Regions from separate parts of the Sus scrofa genome. Here regions 2, 3, 4 and 5 are each linked to region 1. A link is a contact called in public Hi-C and HiChIP or PLAC-seq data. All regions are on one chromosome and are shown on one strand. Each heading gives the region's core, a stretch centred on a gene start, on an enhancer-like site or on the middle of the called end of the contact. The rest is flanking DNA. Distances are from core to core; before and after follow the strand shown. Region 1 holds the start of MEPCE (7SK snRNA methylphosphate capping enzyme). Region 2 holds the start of ZKSCAN1 (zinc finger protein with KRAB and SCAN domains 1). Region 3 holds the start of ZNF3 (zinc finger protein 3). Region 4 holds the start of SRRT (serrate RNA effector molecule homolog). Region 5 holds the start of MCM7 (DNA replication licensing factor MCM7).

Region 1 (2,552 bases), core at 36-2,535:
ATTTCCCTTCTCTCTTCCCTCACCAATTCCCTCTTAAGGACGGCAATTAACACCAAAGGTACCACAGGCAAAAGTTCTTCACTCCCCTCAATAGGTAAAACAGTGACTGTCTCTTCCCCATCAAGAAACTCCTCGTGAATTTCCCCTCAGCTCCCTCTCCCCTCCCCCAGCCCGCGGAGGCACCAGGATCCTCATTCTCTCCGGCCCGTCGTCGCCCGCCCCGATACTACTGGGTTACTTTTGTTTGTTTGTTGGGTGCGAGTTTGCTGTTGGAGATTCTGAGGAGAGAGCTAAGAGTTGGTCCTCGTCCTAAAGAGAAAACTTCTCCTCAGGCTAAGAGTTGGTCCTCGCCCTAAAGAGAAAACCTCTCCTCAGGCAACAGGTACTAGGATTGGCCGCGCCTAGCACCTTCACCTGCAACCGGAAAAGCACCAGCAATCTTCTGGAGCGAGGAGGACCTAAAGGCCAGGAGCAGAATGAGCTACCGCAGCAACTCTGCAAACCCCTCCAAAACTCGAGCCAGTTTTCCCGCCACCAAGCAAGGTAAGGCGCGAGGCCACACACAAGCTCCACCCCACCCCTCCTACAAGCGGCGTGCTCGCAGGACTGCTGCGCATGCGCAGCTGGAAGCTAGTTCGGCGCTTGCGCAGCTGAGTTATAGCGCCATCTTCCAAACAAACGCCCTGTAAAACTACAAGTCCCATAATCCTGGTTGGCCTCACTTTTTTTTTTTTTTAGGTGGCAGCAGCAGTGCCTGATCGTTCATGAAGCCCATCTTCCTTTTCCTAACTTTTTTCTCTGCCCTAGACTTCCTTCCTGATTCCCATTCTCCCTTTGAGTCTCCTTCAAACCCTTATTTTGATATTTTGAGACTACCCTTAACACCACTCCCGCCTCTTTCGCCCTCTTCGCAGCCACAGGACCCAAACCCCAATCGCTGTGGGCCCGGAGAACGGGCCCCCTCTGAAAAGGGCATCGAGTAGCTTGTTCCCCATTGGCTGAGGCCGGGGCCCCCAAAGCCGACCGAAATCTCTTCCCTGCCCACGTTCGTTTTTATATAAGGCGGCGCAAACGCGCCGCGGGTGCTCGGAAAAGCCTGCGTGCAAAGGGGGCGGTGGTGGTAGATATACTGTTATTGGTGGCTGTGGTGGGCGTCTGGGTCGCCGTTCCCTAACGGGGGGAGGGGCTCGCGAGCAGGCGTCGGGTGGTGGGTGTGGAGGCGGAGAGGAGGGCGTGGTGTCCCCAGGTGATCGCGATTGAGGGAAGGCGGAGGAGCGAGAGAACGACCTGGCCGTTTCGGGGAAAGAGGAAGTTGGACAACATCGCCTTAGTACTTTTTTTCCCCCAGTTCATCAGAGAATATTTTCCAGGGGGGTGAGTTAAAATGACCTATTGTATTATACTGAGAACAGTAGTTAGGAAGACAGTGGGTACACTCCGCTCCTTTCCTTCTCCTACTTCTAGGTTCGCCCCTCTTTAGAAATAGGTGGGCCAAGAGGGCCACCACTTTATGAATAATTCACGAGGGCCTCCCCGTTCTTTAGCCACGCCCCTCCGAATCGTGCTGACGCATGTTGCGCGTACCAAACCTGAGGAAGCGACGTAGCAGTCCCCGCCTCTAGGACGGAGGGAGGGGCGTCATCTCCAGCACGTGCTGCATCTACCCGCGCAAGCCCAAAAGGGTGTGCGCAGGCGCTGCCCGCTAGGGGGAGGAAGGAGGCGGGGTAGGGAGGTTGCTGGGTTTAGAGCCGGGCGGAGACGGCAGAGACTCATTCCTCAGGAACAAGGGTCGGGTGTCAAGGAGACCTTTTCACACCAGCTCCCCGTCCCCCGCCTACGGTGGGTGGGATCGCGCGGCAGAGACAAAGGATATCACTAGGGACGGACGTAGCTGCGAAGGGAAGTAGGGCGTCAGTTTGGGGTGGTGGGCTTTGGTTGGGGGGGCTTAGGGGGGCTATATTTAAACTCCCGGAGCCGTTAAGTTGGTTCGTACTCTGATGCGCGCGCAACCAGGGTGGTGGCTGAGTGCGCATGCGTGATTCCGGGGCCAGAGGAACGCGCTCCAGCAGTGCGCGCTCGCGGCGAAGCGGTAGTGGTAGAGGAGAAAGGAGTCGGCGCACGCGCGGTTGGTTCCTCGAGTTCGGGTCTCGCGGGCATCTTGTTTTGGTCTCGCGGGCGAGTGGGGCGCGCTTCGGGGGAGGCGCTTGGGGACGAGACTAGGCGAGAAGCGGAACTGCGCGCGCACTCAGGAAAGGGGGGAAGGGAGCGCGGTCTTAGGAAGGGGGGGTTAAGCCCCCTGGTCCCCCTGGTTGCCCTCGACTGGGACGGAATAAGGGGAGGAAATGATCGAGATGGCGGCGGAGAAGGAGCCGTTTCTGGTGCCGGCCCCGCCACCGCCGCTCAAAGATGAGTCGGGCGGAGGGGGCGGCCCCACGGTGCAACCACACCGAGAGGTCGCCTCCGGGGAGCTCCGCGGCGGGACGCAGCGTGGGCCGGGCCCGCGCGCACACTCGGCGGGGTCCCCAGCTTCTGGGGCAGGCAAGGAGAGCCCC
Region 2 (2,552 bases), core at 22-2,521, 440 kb before region 1:
CCAGTCCATCCCTTCTCCCCAGTCTGTCCCCTTTGGTAACCGTAAGTTTTTCAAAGTCTGTGAGTCTGTTTCTGTTCTGCAAATAAGTTCATTTGTATCCTTTTTTAAGATGCCACATATAAGTGATGGCATATGATGTTTGTCTCTCATTGTCTAACTTAGCATGATCATTTCTAGGTCCATTCATGTTGCTGCAAATGGCATTATTTCATTCTTTTTTATGGCTAATATTCCATTGTATACATGTACCACATCTTCTTCATCCACTCCTCTGTTGATGGACATTCAGGTTGCTTCCACATCTTGGCTATTGTATGTGGTGCTGCAATGAACACTGGTGTTCATTGTACCTTTTCAAGTCAAGGTTTTCTCCGGATAGATGCCCAGAAGTGGGATTGCTGGATCTTACGGTAATTCTATTTTTAGTTTTTTGAAGAGTCGCCATCCTGCTTTCCATAGTGGTGGCACCAATTTATTTTTTAAAAAGTAATCTCCAAGCAATAGGAATCATGTAACCCAGATACTAAGTTCAGCCTCTCCCCTGAACTTGCCTTGGAATGTGAGCAAAGTCACAATCATTAAAGACGGTGGTCACTCTTGCACAGCAAGTGGAATATTATTTCTGCCTTATCTTGCCAGGTGAAGGTGAAGGCCCTAATTGCAGCTTGTGAGAGCACCTTGAAGGCAAAAAATGTCAGTTATTATTCTGAAATCTACTTCTAAACTGCTATAAGAGCATATGCCACATGAACAGAACACAGAATCTTATAACTAGCTTGGTTGCAGAAAGACGTCCTTTGTCTACAGGCCAAGTGTTTTGAAAATACCACCCACTCAACTGGCAGATTATCTCCAGGGCGTGAGAGAGTCTACCACGGTAGTTTTGTGAAACCAGCCATCCCTGGCTTCGCTTTGATCTTTCTCTGTCTACACCCTTCTTTCAGCTCCTCCGCCTCAGACATACAATTACTAAGTATTATTATTGTTTGATAATAACTATAATTACTACAAGCGCTGCCTGAGGTGGAAGAGGAGAAATCGAATTATCAGATGGACGGGTGTCAGAGCTGAACAGTATCCCGTAAAGCCTGAATCCCCTTCCCCTTGGTCCCAGCCTTAATTCGGGGCGCGCAGGCTGAGGGCGAGAACCCCCAGGCGGGAGGCTGGACCGCTGCAGGGCAGGGGCCGGGTCCAGCTTTCGGGCACCGAGATGCCAAATCCTCCCGCGCTCCTAGAGAGGACCCGGAAGCGCGGCGCAGTCCCGGAAGGCGAGGTGCTGACACACTTCCGGCCTTTGTGACTCATTGTGTCTGTGTCGAGGCGTCAGGAGGGCCTAGGTCCGTGTGCGGCGCCCTTCGGCCGGCCTGAGCCCCAGAGTCAGCTCCCCTTGCTCGCCCAGCGCCCCCAGGCCGCTCCCGGGGCTCACGGTGAGACTTGGGGCCGGCCTCTGGGGGGCGGGCGGGGCCGCAGGGGTGTGCATGGGGGTGGGCTCCGCAGCTGCGGCCCCCGGGTCCCCTCCGGGCTGCCAGGGCGCAGCGTGAAGCGGGTCCGTGCCCCCGTCCCCTTTCCAGGCCCAGCCGTAGGCAGCGCCGTCCCCCGGGGGAGACGTCCTCGCCCTACCCCGGATCCAGGCGGGAAGGGGGCGACGGTCCTTGGCCGGGGTTCCTGGGAGACCTGGGGAGCTGCTGTCTGCGGGCCCCTTCTGGGCCGCCCGCCTGCAGTGTCGTCATCGTCGTTTGACGTTTCTGAGAACCAGGTCGCGAGCGAACCGACCCCTGTCTGATTTTTCCCTGCTCTGCTTTCGTCGCCATTTGCTTTGATTCCAGTGAGAGACTTTTTTTTTTTTTTTTCGGGGTCCTTGCAGGATCTCGAGGTGAAAAATGCGGAAGTCCGAGAAATGGACACGTTTCGAGGTGCCGCATATGTGTTTCCAGATCACCTGCATCTCTGCACCCCACCCCCACCCCCGAGCGGTGATTAAAGAGTCTTTGAAGCCTAGTCAGAGGGGATGAAGATGTGATTCGGATCTGGTAGGGATTATGGCCATCCCACTCTCAGCTTTGTGGAAATATTTCGAAGGCTGAAAGATTAGGTGGATTTTTCATTTCTGGGTCGTAGTCACTCTGCTTGACTTGGAATGAGAATTTGTGGAAATTGCGCTGGGCCATTAGGAGACTGTTTAACTGAATGACCTTGGATAAGACCAGACACGTCCCCCACCTGTTTTGTCATTGATAAAATCCACTAGGTTTTCTCAAAAGGCCTTTCCAGCTTTGAAGTTCTTTGATTTTGGTCCGAGTAGTTGAAAGATTCAGCTACATTTCAGCCTGACACTGCCCCCCTCCCCTCCCTCCAGTACACAATACGGTACTTTCATTATAGAGAGTGGCTGTTACATGGCCTGGGACCAAAGAAAGCATTTATTGTACAGGCCAGTGCTAGGCGGATTGGAGGTGGTCAATAAATACTTGTTGAACTGAATTGTGGAGGATTCATTTTAACCAGTCAACAAAGCCCTGTTACTGTATTGGGTGGCCAAATGTGGAGAAATA
Region 3 (2,552 bases), core at 19-2,518, 370 kb before region 1:
CTGCTGTGGGTCTGGTTACATCTGTGGCAGGGGGTTTGATCCCGGGCCTGGGAACCTTTGTATACAGCGAGTACAGTCAAAGAAAAAAAGAAAAAGACCACGACTGGCATTTGTGTTGTGGCTTTAGAGCTGAAACAGAAGTCAGGGTTCTCTAGGTCAACCTCCCACCCAGTGCAAGAAACATCTTCCGAAGTTCCTAACGTTCTGTCAGCTAACTTGCTGGACACACATGGCTACTTCAGCGGGGAGTCTGTTCCACTGCTGCACAGGTTCGCCACTGGAGAGGTCTTGAGATGTCAAGCTAAAAATCTGTCCCCTGGATCTTCAACTCTTCAGAGGCCTCATGCCCTACGAAGCTTTAGTGATAGAATCTTCTCCTTCCATACCACTCTCCACCAAACACTTGAAATCAAGTGATGCCTGCACCCCACGAATTTCACTTCTCCGAGAAAAGCACCTTTAGTGCCAATAATTATCCCACAGATTGCAGGCTCATCATCGTGCTTTATCCACTCCTGGAGTTTACACATACCCTTCAGAACTTAAACAACGGGCTGTGTTCGATCCCACTTTGAAAAGCGAATCAAATAGGGGATCTAATACAACTGAAAAATGGGACACAGTGGTACCACTCCCCGAAAGAGACTCGACTGACTGTGCGCCTGGGAGATTATTCCGGAATCTGAGCAGTTCTAACTGCGCACTCTTCGTAGAACTCCTCGTTCTTTGATCTTCAGATCCAGCCGGAGTAAAAACAGACCCTCCCTCCGGCCGCGGGCGCGGAGAACTGTTAACATCAAATAAAAACGTCTCGGAGAACTACCAAGTTAGGGTCGCTGTCACGAGCTGTCTGAAGGCGCGGGACGCCTCTCCGGCCATACTGGAACTTTTTAAGGGCTCGAGCTGGGCGCTGTGCAACTCACAGAACCACAACAGCTGCTCCTTTCCTCCCCGATGCAGGGCGCGCTGGGGGGCGGGGTCCCTGGGGAAGCGAGTCCTGACTGGCGCCTCCCCGCACCCTGCTCCGGGCGGGCCTGGGGACCCCGCGGGCCGCAGCGGCACAGACACCACCCCTTTCCCGGCGACCTCTGCTTCCGTCCCACCGCGAGCCCCAGGGGCGGCCGGACTCACCCTGGGGGCAGGGACGGGAGATTTGGGGGGCTGGACACCGACCAGGCCCCGCTGGACCCTGTCACAGAGCCACACACCGGGGACAGAACAAAGAACGGAAGTTCCCTGCGTTTCGCTTCCGGGTCAGTCCGAGTCACCCCCCGCTACACACACACATACACACAACGCTCCGGGTCCCCCACGTCCACTTGTTCTCTCTAGGAAAATGGGAGGTCTGCGTCTCTCTGTGGTTTGCTGACTGGGCTCCGGCCCCAGCGCGGATGCCATGCTCCGCGCCTGCTGCCCCCGCCCGCAGCGCCCCCTGCTGGCCGGGCGTGGCGGGGCGCCGCGCACCTGGTCCTCACGGCGCATGCTCGAGCGCGGCAGGCGGGGGAGCAGAAGGCGCGGTGTCTGGGGTAGAGGGTCGCTGCTGCGCTTCCACGAAGTGGAGTTTTAAGCCCTAAGGTCGCCTACAGACGGACGCTTGAAGGATTCAATGGAGAAAATGTATCTTCATCTGAAGTTTCCAAACAAATCAGGTTTTGTGTTTGTTTCATGTAAAATGCCTCCTTTAAATTACCAAAATCTTTTTTTTTTTTTGCTATGTTTTGCTGGGTCCGCTGCACCCAAGCCTCGGCAATGACAATGCCAGATCCTTAAACTCCAAATTACCAAAATGTGAAGAGAACGTTCTGGCGCAGCAGAGAATGCATGTGAGGACAAAACCTGCTGGGAGCAGAAAAGATGTGGGGAAGTTATCCATCTAGATCCATCCGGATCCGAAGAAAACAGGTGAGGCCCCATCAATGTGGAGAAAGTATGAAATAGGTGAGATGCTTGAGGAAATGAAAAGCAAGCTTCTTGGTTCACTCACTTTTATGCCCTCACAAGAGGAATCCTTGAAGTGTCAGAAACATCCTTCAGATTATATACAAAAGGAAGTTTTGTGATCTGATTCCCCTTATGGCCCTGCCTCGCATTTGATCGCAGTTTTTCTGCTTCCAGTATTTATAGTGCATCCATTCAGTTTTGCAGTGCAACAGGCCTTACTCTCCAGTGACTTCAGTCTAAGGACAGGAAATATGTGCTGGGGAAAAGGTGACAAAGAGCAGGGCCCTGTCAGGAGGTGACAAGACTTTCCAGTAGCGATGCAGGCCAGTCGGGAAGATGGAGTGTTCTCTGCAGAGTCAGCAACCAGTGCAAAGGCCCTGAGGCATGAGAGAACAATTAACAGGTAACAAAACTGGAGGGTGGCCCAAGAGGTGTGGGTGTGTGACCCATTTCCAGTCCTTCTGGACCCCAGCGAGAATTTGAGCAAATGCTTGGAATGGCCAAGCCGCTCAGCAAACTCCACTCCCCCCCAGGAAGGCATTTTTCCTTTTTCTCTTCTCAATTCCTTATAATCCCACTTGTCCCTCCAGGACAAGAACAGAGATGAAGGA
Region 4 (2,552 bases), core at 27-2,526, 360 kb after region 1:
TGCGAGGTCAGGGGGCCTGGGGCGCTGGGTATGGTAGAGCACAAGAAAGAAGGGGCTCAGGGATCCAGGCCTGATGAAAAGCTACTGTTTCTTTCCAAACAGGAGTGCGGGCTGCTGCTCTCCTCTGAGGGTGAATGTCAGGGTTGCTACCCGCTGGATGGGCACATCTTGTGCAAGGCCTGCAGTGCCTGGCGCATCCAAGAGCTCTCAGCCACCGTCACCACCGACTGCTGAGTCTTTCCCAGAAGCACCTACTCTGTTCTCCCTTCCCATCAACCACCCTCCCTGACATCTACCTTTATAATGTTGTCACCAAATGCCATCTTCTCTTCCTCTAATCATGAAATAATAATCCCTCAAGAGTGTACAAAACACTTTGAAGTCTATTGTCTCATCTGATGCTTTTTTTGCTTTTTAGGGCTGCACCTGTGGCATATGGAAGTACCCAGGCTAGGGGGTCAAAACAGAGCTGCGGCTGCCACCTATGCTGCACTTCTGGCAACACTGGATCCTTAAACCCCTGATCGAGGTCAGGGATTGAACCCACATCCTCATGGATGCTAGTCAGGTTCTTAACCCCGCTGAGCCACAATGGGAACTCCAGTCCTGGGTGTATTTTACAACTCCTCTAAATCCCCCTTTTAGGGTAGTTTCTGTAGAACGCCCCCCCACCCCCACCCCAGCACTGGGAACAAGGCTGCAGCATATGCGAGGGAGGCAGCATTTCCTGTTGTAAAGGTTATGGGGCAACAGAGATCCTGCTGGGTGGTGAGGCCCTCAGACCTACAACCGAGCTCATCAAGGTACTGGTTGGGGTTTGCCACTTTTGCTTAAGGATGGGGGTGCCTTTGTGGAAGAGCAGGAACAACTGGTTTAGGACGTAGCGCAGACAGAAGCACTAATAAAGGCTGATTCTCTGGTGGGACCACAAAATGGTGGGAAATGCATTAAAATGGTTGCTGGATCCGCTGAAAGGCCGCACTCCCCCAACCCCTGCCCTGTACAAGGAAAGGGGGGTTGGAAACCACTCCCGATGACGTCAGGAGGCTCCCAGATCAAAGCTGCGGGTCGGGGTACCAGCGGCTGGATGCGAACTGATTCAGACACACCCGGGGAAGCGCGACCTTCGACCTCGGCGAGAGGAAACTCACCCTCAAGCCCAGAGGCTTCTACCGCCCACCAGAGGCCACACTTGATCCAGCGCGGCTCCCATAGCTTCTCGCCCGTGCCGTTCTCGTCCCGGAAAGCTCGCGAGGCTTCCGGGTCCCCGCCCCTTCCCATCGGCCCCCGGTGCTCCCCGCCTTTGCCTCTGTGGTTTGGTTCCGTTCTGTCCCCGCGGGCTCCAGTTTGTATTTCGAGGTGCCATTCTGCGGGTGACGCAGGCGCAGCTCGGGCGGCGCGCGCCGACCGCCCATCTTTGGTTGTCCCGCTCTCTTCGCGTCTACTCGGCCCAGTCACCGAGAGCCCCGCGTCTCCCCCTCACCCGAATCCGTCCCCGTCGCGCGCCCGAGGGAAGGGGCGGGTCCAGGTTGCCCGGAAAATCTGCCGGCCGGAGCGCGAGACTAACGGCCGCTGCCGCTCCCAGGTGGGGGAGGGGAGGGGCCTGGAGAGCAGGGGCTGGGGCGGGCAGGAGGGCGAGAGGCCCGCGGGTGCGGGGAGCCGGGCGGGAGACCCCTGGCAGCTGGTGGAGCCCTGCAGCTGAAGGGGAAGAGGGCTTAGAATGGCGGGAGCAGCGGAAGGCTGGCCTCTGCGGACGGAGGGGGGCGTGCTGCTTCAAAGGGACAATCCTTTGCGCTTGTCGTCATTGTTCATTATCCTATTTATCCGTGTTTCGCCTCCAGGTCCTCTCAGACCGCGCCATGGGTGACAGTGATGACGAGTATGATCGAAGGCGCAGGGACAAGTTTAGAAGGGAACGCAGCGACTATGACCGTTCTCGGGAAAGAGATGAGAGACGTCGAGGGGATGATTGGAATGACCGGTAAAATGTTACTCTTCCTTAATTTTGTTCCAGCGCATTATTCTCTTGCACTCCACTTTTCACTGCATTGCCCTTAAGGTCTTATTAGGGTGAACCATATGAAATCGCTCATCCTTGACCATTTCACGTGGTTCATTCACCTCTTTGCTTTTGGTCCAATAGTTGTCTGTGTAATGACTAGAAGATCAAAGCGGTGAAAGTAAGAGAGTTTGAATATAAAAGAGCAATACTTGTGTGTGCTGTTTATTGTTTGTAAATTATACACCGAAAAGGTTGATTCAAAAAGAAAGTAATGTTACAGAATTGGTTTGACTGGAGAGGTTGTCCGACCAGTTTCCTGGCAGGATATGATTAAATGTCGTTGTCTAGCCTAAAATCAGCAAGAGTTCTTTGAAAAATGATGGTCGGGTTAATTGATTAGGTTTGACTCTGGTAGTAATTAGTTTTTTGGGATGTTCTTTTTTAAAAAAAAAAACAAAACCTTTTCATTTTATTTTTTCGGCCATATTTGTAGCATGTGTGTTCCTGGGCCAGGGACCGAACCCACGCCAGTACAGTGACCCAAGCCGCA
Region 5 (2,552 bases), core at 21-2,520, 340 kb before region 1:
TCCCACCCCACCACTTCTTCCCTCGGTCTTCCTCTAAACTCCCCCATCCCAGGCACGCCCCCATCCTCAGTAGTTCTCTCCGCGGCCACCGCGCGGAAGGACACTGTTTACACACGACACCCTCCAGCGGTGTCGCGCAACTTCCGCTCGCCTTCACTTCCGCTTGGAGGTTAGCCTGACGCGACCAATCCCGGCGCGCAGCGGCTCAGGCCTGCCCGCCCCCGGGGCTTCGGCGCGTCGCGGGAGGACGCGGCTACTCTTGAGTGCCTAAGACCGTGGAAGGAAGCGGGCCCGCGGGTGCCAGACCCTGAACCTTACGGCCCCTGGAAGCCTTGGTCTAAGGCGCGACCGTTCCTTCTGGAGCCTCCAGCCGGGGTGTCCGCCCCCCACCCCACGATACCCACTCCTTTCCCGGACCCGGTTACCAGCTCTTCCCCGACCCTGGCGCCTCGTACGCCTCCCAGTTACCGTAGGCCTCAGCCCCGACGCTTCCCGACCCTACCGTTGACCTTGCGCTCCGGGCCAGGCCCCTCAGGAACCCAACCCACCACCAACAGGTGTTGGTCAGGAACCTTTCCGCGCAGGACGCCCCTCCCACGCTTGCAGACCCTCACCTTTCTCGAGAGCGTAGTCCTTAAGTGCCATTGCTGCCCAGGGCTGCGCGGCAGCAGTTGGCGGGCTCAGACCTCTCACTGCCTGGGCAGCAAAAACCGTCTGCGCCGTGGTCCGCAGCCGACCAACCGAAATTGGCGCGAAACGTCGCCCCCCATGTGACCAGCGCCGCTGTGTGCGGGCCAATCAGAGAGGAGGTCCTCCGCCCCGCCCACTCGCCACAGGCCCCAGCGTCAACCAATCACCGGGAGAACCTGGGGTGACTGACGGGGAAATGGCGCGGGTACTGAGAGGGAAAGGCTGAGCGAGGCGGGGCAGGCGCCAGGTTTCCCGCGGTCGGAGGAGAAGCCCTCTTAAAGGGCCAGCCCATTCCCGTCCTTTTGTTCCGGGGCCGCAGGGCGGGGCAGGCCCAACTTTTCGCTGCCTCCTGGTCTACCCTCCAGAACGGCCATGATTTCCCAGTTCTTCATTCTGTCCTCCAAGGGGGACCCGCTCATCTACAAGGACTGTATCCTTGGCTTGCGGGGCGGGGTTGGGGCTGGGTGGGACTGGTGCCTCCGAGCTAGCCAGTGTCGCTGGCTCCTTAGCTGTTCTTCTATCCCGTCAGTCCGCGGAGACAGCGGCGGCCGGGATGTGGCAGAGCTCTTCTACCGGAAGCTGACGGGACTGCCCGGAGACGAGTCTCCTGTTGTCATGGTAACCACTGGCGGGGGTGGGGGGTGGTGGTGGAAGGGATGCGCTCAGCGCTCCGAGGCGGCGGGGGCTGGGGTGGGGAGGGCAGTGCGGGGATCTTCCCAGGGCTCTTTCCCTGAGAGCTTCTACTTGGGAAGTGCAGTAGTCCAAATGTTAATGGCAGTTTATTGAGCAGCAACCGTGTTCCAGGCACAGTTCCTTACACATCTCTGTCCTCAGCTACTCAGTTAGTTGGTACTGTTATTAATACCATTTACACAATAGGAAGCTGGGCTCTAGGGAGGTTTCATATGTGGCCCCAAATCACGTTGCTAGTAAGTAGGGGAATCCGGATACTAGCCTGTCTCACAGGCCAGGAATCATTACAACTCTCGTTTCCTAATGCTTTTCCCCCTGCCTCTACCTCAGCACCACGATGACCGTCATTTTATTCACATCAGACACAACGGCCTCTATTTGGTGGCCACGACTTCAGAGAACATTTCTCCCTTCAGCCTCCTAGAGCTGCTCTCCCGGTGAGGAGGACAGGGCTGGGCACATGGGCGTGGGGGTGGGAGAGGAGGCCGATATGCACACTCCATTGTGTTTCTGCAGGCTAGCCACTCTCCTGGGAGATTACTGTGGCTCCCTGGGCGAGGGGACCATCTCCCGCAACGTGGCTCTGGTCTACGAACTCCTGGATGAAGTGCTGGTGAGGTCTGAGAACGTCCTTCCCTGTCCCCTATTCTCTGAAGATACATCCCGTGGTTGGGAGACCAAGTCCACTCATTTTCACCCCTTCGCCCCACTGACCACCCAAAAAATGTCCTTCCTCTGCCCGCAGGACTATGGCTACGTACAGACCACATCCATGGAGATGCTGAGGAACTTCATCCAGACGGAGGCCGTGGTCAGCAAGCCCTTCAGCCTCTTTGACCTCAGCAGTGTTGGCTTGGTCAGTCAAGGGACAGAGGAGGCCAGCATGGATGAGGGTTGGTGGGGAGTGTCGGACCTGAGGATTGATTGCTTTGGGTGCTTTCCAGTTTGGGGCCGAGACACAACAGAGCAAAGTGGCCCCCAGCAGTGCAGCCAGCCGCCCTGTCCTGTCCAGCCGCTCTGACCAGGTAAGGGTGGGGTTGACGGGTGCAGATCAGAGTCCCGGAGCCCAGCTTGTCTTTCCATCTCCTCTAGACATAGGTGATCTCGTCCCTTCCCTTTCCTGTGTCCCCATCCCAGAGCTCCAGCCTCTAGTGACCTGTCCTTTTTTG

The links. Hi-C and Micro-C count contacts between places; a contact is called where the count stands out from the background. HiChIP or PLAC-seq counts read pairs in DNA pulled down with a chosen protein or histone mark.
Region 2: an H3K27ac HiChIP or PLAC-seq map of alveolar macrophages shows a contact between it and region 1. The contact joins the promoter of ZKSCAN1 here to the promoter of MEPCE in region 1. A contact is called at or near these places in 1 of 5 promoter capture datasets (fetal skeletal muscle) and 1 of 2 datasets of contacts at active chromatin or transcription factors (alveolar macrophages).
Region 3: an H3K27ac HiChIP or PLAC-seq map of alveolar macrophages shows a contact between it and region 1. The contact joins the promoter of ZNF3 here to the promoter of MEPCE in region 1. A contact is called at or near these places in 1 of 5 promoter capture datasets (liver) and 1 of 2 datasets of contacts at active chromatin or transcription factors (alveolar macrophages).
Region 4: an H3K27ac HiChIP or PLAC-seq map of alveolar macrophages shows a contact between it and region 1. The contact joins the promoter of SRRT here to the promoter of MEPCE in region 1. A contact is called at or near these places in 2 of 5 promoter capture datasets (fetal liver and liver) and 2 of 2 datasets of contacts at active chromatin or transcription factors (alveolar macrophages and skeletal muscle).
Region 5: a Hi-C map of embryonic fibroblasts shows a contact between it and region 1, with 2.1 times the contacts expected there. The contact joins the promoter of MCM7 here to the promoter of MEPCE in region 1. A contact is called at or near these places in 2 of 5 promoter capture datasets (fetal liver and fetal skeletal muscle), 10 of 47 Hi-C or Micro-C datasets (embryonic fibroblasts, epiblast stem cells, fetal heart ventricle and 3 more) and 2 of 2 datasets of contacts at active chromatin or transcription factors (alveolar macrophages and skeletal muscle).

Annotation. Positions count from the first base shown.
Region 1 is chr3:8,355,317-8,357,868 of Sscrofa11.1, forward strand. It overlaps MEPCE (7SK snRNA methylphosphate capping enzyme), which reads left to right and starts at 1,286. Exons shown (of 4, transcript XM_003124352.6): 1 at 1,286-2,552. The coding sequence starts at 2,343. It overlaps ZCWPW1 (zinc finger CW-type PWWP domain protein 1), which reads right to left and starts at 879. Exons shown (of 18, transcript XM_005661906.3): 1 at 415-879.
Region 2 is chr3:7,919,370-7,921,921 of Sscrofa11.1, forward strand. It overlaps ZKSCAN1 (zinc finger protein with KRAB and SCAN domains 1), which reads left to right and starts at 1,272. Exons shown (of 7, transcript XM_021086191.1): 1 at 1,272-1,427.
Region 3 is chr3:7,981,425-7,983,976 of Sscrofa11.1, forward strand. ZNF3 (zinc finger protein 3) reads right to left here and starts at 1,269. Exons shown (of 6, transcript XM_021086192.1): 1 at 1,132-1,269. It overlaps LOC110259870 (a long non-coding RNA gene), which reads left to right and starts at 1,417. Exons shown (of 4, transcript XR_002342273.1): 1 at 1,417-1,902.
Region 4 is chr3:8,716,506-8,719,057 of Sscrofa11.1, forward strand. It overlaps SRRT (serrate RNA effector molecule homolog), which reads left to right and starts at 1,277. Exons shown (of 21, transcript XM_003354479.3): 1 at 1,277-1,585; 2 at 1,842-1,981. The coding sequence starts at 1,860. It overlaps TRIP6 (thyroid receptor-interacting protein 6), which reads left to right. Exons shown (of 9, transcript XM_003354478.4): 8 at 1-6; 9 at 103-386. The coding sequence ends at 234.
Region 5 is chr3:8,012,777-8,015,328 of Sscrofa11.1, forward strand. MCM7 (DNA replication licensing factor MCM7) reads right to left here and starts at 1,271. Exons shown (of 15, transcript XM_021086193.1): 1 at 615-1,271. The coding sequence starts at 645. It overlaps AP4M1 (AP-4 complex subunit mu-1), which reads left to right and starts at 925. Exons shown (of 15, transcript XM_021086202.1): 1 at 925-1,120; 2 at 1,220-1,308; 3 at 1,714-1,820; 4 at 1,900-1,996; 5 at 2,129-2,239; 6 at 2,328-2,408. The coding sequence starts at 1,063.